Regions from separate parts of the Rattus norvegicus genome. Here region 2 is linked to region 1. A link is a contact called in public Hi-C data. All regions are on one chromosome and are shown on one strand. The core of a region is the stretch at or near the end of the contact, and the rest is flanking DNA. Distances in the headings are between cores, read along the strand shown.

What was found. Hi-C and Micro-C count contacts between places; a contact is called where the count stands out from the background.
Region 2: a Hi-C map of liver shows a contact between it and region 1, with 8 times the contacts expected there. The contact joins the enhancer-like site here to the promoter of Sh2d4a in region 1. A contact is called at or near these places in 2 of 12 Hi-C or Micro-C datasets (kidney and liver).

Annotation. Positions count from the first base shown.
Region 1 is chr16:26,174,162-26,177,884 of GRCr8, forward strand. Sh2d4a (SH2 domain containing 4A) reads right to left here and starts at 1,813. Exons shown (of 9, transcript NM_001012048.1): 1 at 1,772-1,813.
Region 2 is chr16:26,479,682-26,483,404 of GRCr8, forward strand. All of the region lies in intron 2 of Psd3 (pleckstrin and Sec7 domain containing 3), which reads left to right. Among named protein-coding and RNA genes, the nearest start is that of Psd3, 76 kb to the left of the region's middle. Within about 2 kb of position 1,725, at least 1 of the 93 cell types and tissues checked has an H3K27ac peak or open chromatin away from gene starts, as enhancers often do. A contact at or near this core is called in liver, where this site is marked.

The sequences.
Region 1 (3,723 bases), core at 563-3,062:
TGTCAGTTAACCAGCTCTCCAAGGCTTTCCTAGAGCAGACCACAGCACAGCTACAGACAGGTTCACCAGCTTAGATTCCCGGTTCTGCCTCCAGTGACCCATGACTTTGGAAGGTCACTTCACATCTTTAGACCCTGTTTCTTAATCCATAAAACTAACCTGAGGATCATTGTAGCTCTTGGATCCTGAGATAAAATCTGCCTTGAAGCTATTGAGACAAGTACAGGAAATGAAAAGGAGGAAGTGAACCTGCCAGGGGTTTTCCTACTTTCACGTTACCGGACAATCACTGTTTGGTGATGTGTGGGTCTCATACTGAGTGCAGTCACTCGTGGTCCAACACAGAGTACAGCCCAGTTAACTTGTTTTTCCTCTCCTGTGGCATTTTTCTTGAAAAAGACAACTAGCAGGGAACAAGCCCATACCTGTCACTCACTCTAAAAATTTCTGAAGAGTCCAAAATTTAGTTAAGTTCTCAGGATACCTGTAGATCTTGTCTGACTTTCACACTTTCCACTTTTCCTCACAATTGTTTTTAATTAATACAGAGCCTAATAAATAATAACAATAATGATAATAATTAAACTCTGGGTACAACTACCTTCATTAAAATATTTCTGTATTTACAGTACATATATCCCTAAAGGTAAGAACTTAGTTTGCGTTCTCTGTTGTCAGGCTTTGAATTGCTCAATATTTTTCTTATTAATTTACATGATGATTTTGGAAACAAAATGAATTGCAAGTGGTGAGAGGAGCTGGAAGTTTTGTAAATACTCTCAAGATTGAAGTATTTCATAGATAGATATTCCTAGAAAAGCCTATTTGTGCTAAATCTTCGCCTAAGTATTTCTTCCACTTATTATTAAATAAGAAAAATTATAAATACATTGTTTCTTTACACAAGCAAGAGGCTGTCATCCCTGCTTCTCTGGGACCATAGCAAAGAGAGACATTGAGAAAACCTATAAACACTGAGTGCCTCCACCTAGGGCCCATGAACCCCTTAAGGCAGGAACGGTTGGTAATGGCTCACTTTTGTTGAGGAAAATTCTGGCTAGGCTGATTCTAGATTGAGCCTTGACCCAGAACCACAGAGAGACGACGAGCCCGCTGCTCTCTGTACCACGTGAGGGCGCCCGCGGGAGCGCGGGGAACTTACTAATGGAGTTCTGCTTGTGCTGAAACCGGTTTCAGGACTCTTGTCTGGAAGGTCTCCGGGCCAGGAGACCACATGGCACTGCCCAGTGATTGGACCTCCGCTGATTTGTGGGTACTGTAGCCGACACCCAGCACCCTCTTCGTGGCTCAGACCCTCGCAGGTGGCCCCCGCTGTGCACCTGCCCCAGGCCAGTTAGCACTCGCCGCGTGTGCATGCACAGCCCGGACGGGACAACTTTCCTGAAAGACTCCAAGTCGCCTCCGATTCTCCTCCCTCTGGAGACTCTTAGTATAATGATCACAAGCCCTCTGTTCTTGGGGCCGCCACTCACCTGGACCCGGCTGCAGACACTGGACACCCTACACGAGACATCGGACACCCGCAGCCGTTGTGGTCTGTTCCTCTGGGCACCTGAGCTCGCCCTGAGCGCCGTGGAGGAGGGACCGGAGGGACAGGTGAGCAGCCTGGCCGCGGGAACCAGGGTCTCTTCCTCTCCCTGTCCTCTGTGCTTCACCCTTCGCTCTAGAGACGCATCTCCTGGTTCCCACTCCTCGCTCACCCTTCTGCCTGGCTCTATGCTCCAGCGTTTTACCCGACCCGGTCACCTACCTGCTCAGGACCCGGGGCAAGGTGGTCCAAGCACCCGCCGCCACCTCCAGATTGCCTACAGCAACTCCAGGAAGAGAAGGGAGGACAAGCAGAGAGACCCAGCCGCGCAGAGACCCAGCCGCGCGGGCTGTCTGGACAAACACTCGGGCCCAGAAGGACACTCGGCGTCCAGATCACAGCCCTGGCCCGCCCCGCCGCGCCCACATGCTGGGGTGACTGACTGGGCGCTCCCTCAAGGCCCCTCCCGGGTGCTGGAGGCGCTCCAGGGCCAGTAGGCAAGGCTTGGCTGCCTTGGTCCAGTGACAGCAAGGCCACTAGTCCTTGGCTAATCTAGAGTGCTGTCTACAGTCTGGGGTAGTTTGCCCTGACACCTCAGGGGGGGTCTGTGGGACTTACTAATTACAATTGTCCACACTTGACTTGTTAGGTGGAGCCTGCAATGGCAGGCAGGCAGGGTCCATCTGGGAACCTGGGTCCTGCAGCCAAGTTGGCTGCAGTTCTGTGACTGCGTTTCTACAGCTTACTTTTTCCTTCTCTTTTGTTGACATTAAGTAAATTATCAAACTCTGAAGCATTTGTTACTCCAGGTGTGGCTTAAGGCATGTTCAAGGAAGAGAAAGACTGGAATGTTGCAGGCTCTAGGGAAAGGGGCAGCCAGGGAGAGAAACCTGAGGGGAAAAAAGGTAGAAGTTCCCTGTGATCAGGACCAGGGTGGCACAGGGCACTGCTGAAGCCTAAGCTTATCTGGGAGGGGAGAAAGCTGAACAGAGTGGAAAAGTGGAACAGCCTTTTCCACAGGCGAGGAACCTTGGGCATGTGTGGAAGAAAACAGGGCTGGGGGTGTGTATGAGTGGGGGTGGGGAGGGATGACACAGGAGTTCAGACTGGGGAGATTGGAGAGCACTGTTATAAACAAGAAACATGGTGTGACTTTATACACCCTATCCAATCGATTTAGGAGCCTGACGTGCTGAACCCAAACGTTGTTTACCGTAGGCTTTCGCAACCACAGAAAACTTTTTAAAATTAGACATTTTATTTATTTACATTTAAAATACTATCTTCCTTCCTGGTTTCCCCTCTGCAAATCCCCTATTGCATGCCCCCTTACCCTGCTTCTATGAAGGTGTTCCCCTACCCACCTACCCACCTACCCACTCCAGCCTCACCACCCTAGCATTCCTCTACACTGGGGCATTGAGCCTTCACAGGCTCCTATTGATGCCAGATAAGGCCCCTTCAGCTCCTTCAGTCCCTCCCCTAACTCCTCCAGAAAAACTCTTAAGTTGGAAAACATTACAGGCAGGAGTTACACCCTCCACTCTGAGGAAACAAGACTTAGCCATTTAGGAATGGTGCTTGTGATACACTCAGGCAAGGATTCCTGGCTTAAAGCTTTCTCTCCACAGCACTGAATCAGGTGGCCAGATGAGGTGCTTTAGAATGGTTTGTCCTCTGCCTAGCAGCAGTATCTGCTCAGCAGGTGTCCTCACACTCCCTGGAAGCTAAGAAGCTGTACAAGTGGGCCATCAGCCACCTCATAAGCCCATGGGACACTGATGCTATCATTGGGTGCCCTCCTCCCTACTCATTCTGTCTCCAAGTCCTGACAAGCCCTTCTCGATAACAACTCCCCACCCCCACCCCCTTACATTAGCCTTACAGTTTCCCATTCAGGATAGCAGCCGTGCCTGGCTGCTTGGTTCTCTAGTGAGCCTTAAGTGAGATACTGCATGCAAAGTGCTCAGTGCATGGCTGGCTCTAATATGTTTGAATATTTACTGCGTGCCAAAGACTATTGAATGGATAGAGGCTCTTTGCACAAAGTGTTTAGAACCGTTTCTGGCATGTAATATTCAAACACAGTAGGTCATATTATTCCACATCGTATACTGTAATTGCATGTTCCTACCATCTTATAGCATGGCTATGAATTTTTGTCTCCTATCTTA
Region 2 (3,723 bases), core at 475-2,974, 310 kb after region 1:
ACACAATCCTGACGCTCCTGGTGATAAGGTGGAGACCGGCGCTCAGCCGTGCTCTGCTGCCAGGCCCCCACCAACCGCCCTCTAGTGTGCACTCATCCTATTCCTCCTACCAGTGGGCACTTGGCCTTAGGGCCCAGCATTAAAATCTTAGCTTGCGCTCATGTTTGTGTTTGTGATTTCAAGGAAGTCACATGTTGCAATCCAGAGTTGTATCCCATCATAGATTTTCTTAAATCCAGTGAATACTTGAGGCTTCCAAGGCTCCAAGGCACATGGGGTGCTGTCCTTTCTCTTCACGAACTCCCTTTCTCCCAAACTGTATAGAAGTGAGGGCCATATGTGTGGATCTGCTTTGCCAACCTCTAATTTGTGGAGGCCAAGACTTCTAGAGTCCTATGAGGGTGGATGGGATAATACTGGAAAAAGTTGTTTCATGTGCTGTGTTGTTTTTAGTGTGGGGAACATTCACGTGATGTGGGAACAGTATGTTTCTAATTACTTGTGCTTTGAGTATAGTATATAAAAACTTTCTGAATGACCTTTAACACAGGTTTTCTTAGACAGCAACTGCCTTACCCATCAAGGGCAGGTTAGGATCTTGACTTTGACTTTGGAGATGTATTAAGAGTTGGGTCAGGATGGTGAACTATCGTTCCTCACCAGGCAGTGGTGAGGTTACAGAGTCACCTGTTAATGTACTTATCTCTCTTGACTCCTGCCTTGCTTTCAGGGTGGATTTTCCCTTTGACAAATAGTGTTTCACTAACATGAAGAGTCATAGAATTTCAGTTACATTTCCATTTTTCTTTATGCTGTATTTAGGAGATTGTATTGATTATTTTTAATTTTTATCTTCTAGCTTTATGTTGCTTACGACTCTTGCTTCAGGATAATAAAGTATGCTTTCAATCCATGTGTTATTTTAGAGTTTAGCATCCCAATTCTTACAAAGGAGTGAGCACATGTAAACTGATCACTTATCTCCTAAGGAGCACTAATCCAGTGATTATCTAGGGAACCCTGGGGATTTCTGCATTTCACAGAACACTTAGAAGGTGATAATCTTTGTATCATGGTACACTGGAAGCAAGGAATAAAGGTAGCTTTTCCATTTCTGCCCCAGTCCCGGCTTGGTCCACTTTCAGGTGTACTGTAGATGCCCTGGAGGCTTCTTACGCTTGTTAAAAATTCAGGATCTGCTGAGTCTCTCCAGTAACTCTGATTCTGTGCTACTGTAATGAACTCCGTAGATAGGCAGATCAGGTTAGTCCCACTGAAAACATGGAGAGGCGGGGCCCTTCTCTAAGGACATGAGGGGTAATGGTAAGGGATTCTGAGATAAAGCAGAGGCAGGGGAACACCTGGTTGGTTGGATTTTCTCTATCGATGTTGGAGATGGTGTAACACACACCACTAGAAGATCAAGAAAAGCTCTCCTGGCTCCTTTTACATCGGCTCAGCTCTGAGGACGGTGACCTAAAAAGCTGAGCACATGTGCAGAAACGCTGCAGATTTATTGTAGGATTATTTGGAAGTTACAATGAAAGGACATCTGCTTTAACAAGGGGGTAGAAAGCCCAATTTTAGAGAGAATTAAGGAAACTGTAGCAACTGGTGAGTTTCAGGGTTGTCATTAGTTGCATATTAGCTGATTAATAAAAGTTTGCAGGGAGTCGGGAGTCCAGCTGGCTCTGTGACCTGAAGGATCAATGGTGGGAACCAGCCAAGGGCCCAGGTCAAGGTGAGCTGTCTTCCAGCCTAAAGGAGCATACATGGGTGGGGACCTTGGAGGGTGGAGGAGTTGACAGATCAGTAAAACAGAAAGCCTGCGACATGACTGCAAGTTCACACATAATGAACATTATGAACAATCCCTAACTCTATTTTATTGGGTATGTTTATTGGAGAAACTCTGGTATGTTAAAAAAAAAGACCTTAAACAAATAACTAAGAGGCCTGGGTCTTCTTTAATGGCAGATATCAGACCTCCTGGCAAGTGAAGGCTCTCAAGAGGGCATTTTTCTTAGTCATTCCTACAGTTGCTAAACTGGAGAGATATATATACAGTCCGGTTTGAGTAGGAGGCAAGTACTATACTATGATGGTTCTAATGATAGAATTCCTGTTGAAATCAAAGCAGAGGCCTATGGCAGTCTGTTGGAGGCACATGCCAATTAGGCTGGAAGGAAGCATCTAGAAGAGGAGAGTACCTAGACAGTGGCAGAAGCTGTTTGAAGAACAGTTTGTCTACAGAGGACAAATGATAAGGACTTGGGGCAGATAGAGACCATGCTGAAACATCCTAACATATGTCCTTATTGATTAGAAAATAAGGTTCCTTCTTTACTGGGCTTAGAAAACTAGTATGAAGTCAATGTAAGATAAGCTGAGAAAGGTAAGTCTGGAGAAGGTCTGTTCCCAAATGTGTTCAGGGCAACAGAGAACAAGACACTGTAACTAGAAGTATTAACCCTGGAGCCGCTCATCCAAAACACCGTAAACTTATGGTTAGGACATGCCAGTTTGTCCTTCCACACTCTCTCTTTCTTCTTTCTGTTCTCAAGAATGTACTAGACCTCATACAAGCACATCAGTGGTGGGGAATTCTCAGATGGCAGATCAACAGGCTCAAAGTAGCCAGGATCATTTAAGTTCTGAATCACCTGTCTAATTCGCATAGAAAATACTTTGCTTAGGCGTGCTCACGTGTGTGTGTGTGTGTGTGTGTGTGTGTGTGTGTGTGTGTGTATGCATGTTTGAGTCTTGTTCATGTGGGGCATACATATGGCCTAGTAGTCAGAGGACAACTTTGTGGAGTTCAGTGTTTTCCCACTTTTATGTGGAGTCTGAGAATAAATTTCAGTTATCAGGCTTCTGTGACCTGTGTGTTTACCCCACAGGCCATCTTGCTGGTCCTTGACTTTTGAAAAATTCTACATGCATGTGAGGTCATACAGTATTGTTTTTCTGTTCCTGTCTTATTTACTTGGCAAAATGTTCTTCATATCTATTCATATTGCAAATAGTAGGATTTAATTTTTGATGAATCATTTCATTATATATGTATATATCTTACTTTCCCCCTTGATTTAATCCCCCAGATATACTTGTGTTCTGTCAGTATCTTGGATAGTTTGAATAACTGCCAAGACTTTAGTGCTCAGATGTTCTTAAGCTAACTGGTGTCCTTGGGCAGTATACTTAGGAACAGGATTGATGGATCCCATGTTCAGTCCATTTCTATGTTTGTAGGAATCTCCATTCTGTTTTTCATAATGTCTTACATTTCTAGCAACAGTGTACAGAGGACTTTTTCCCCCTGCATCGTCTCCAACACCTCTTTGTCTCTTTGGTAATAGTCTTTCTAGCAGGTATGAGGTGGTATCTCCTTGTGGTTTAACTCCCCTCTTCCCCAAATTATTAGCATCTTAGTTACTTTATTATTGCTGTGATGAGGCACAGTGACCAAGGCACTGTACAGAGGGAAGAGTCTACTGGGAATTGCGTACGGATTCAGAGGTTTAAAGTCCATGGTGATCCTGTCAAGGTGTAGCACAGACAGGCATGTTGTTGTAGCTATAGCTGAGGGCTTTATCCTGATATAGAAGCACACCAGAGGGAGAGACACATGGGAAACTGTGGAGTTTTGAAGCCTTAAGTCTTCAATAAAGCACCTCCTCTAGTAAGACTCCTAAGCCTTCCTAAGTGGTTCTACCAACTGGG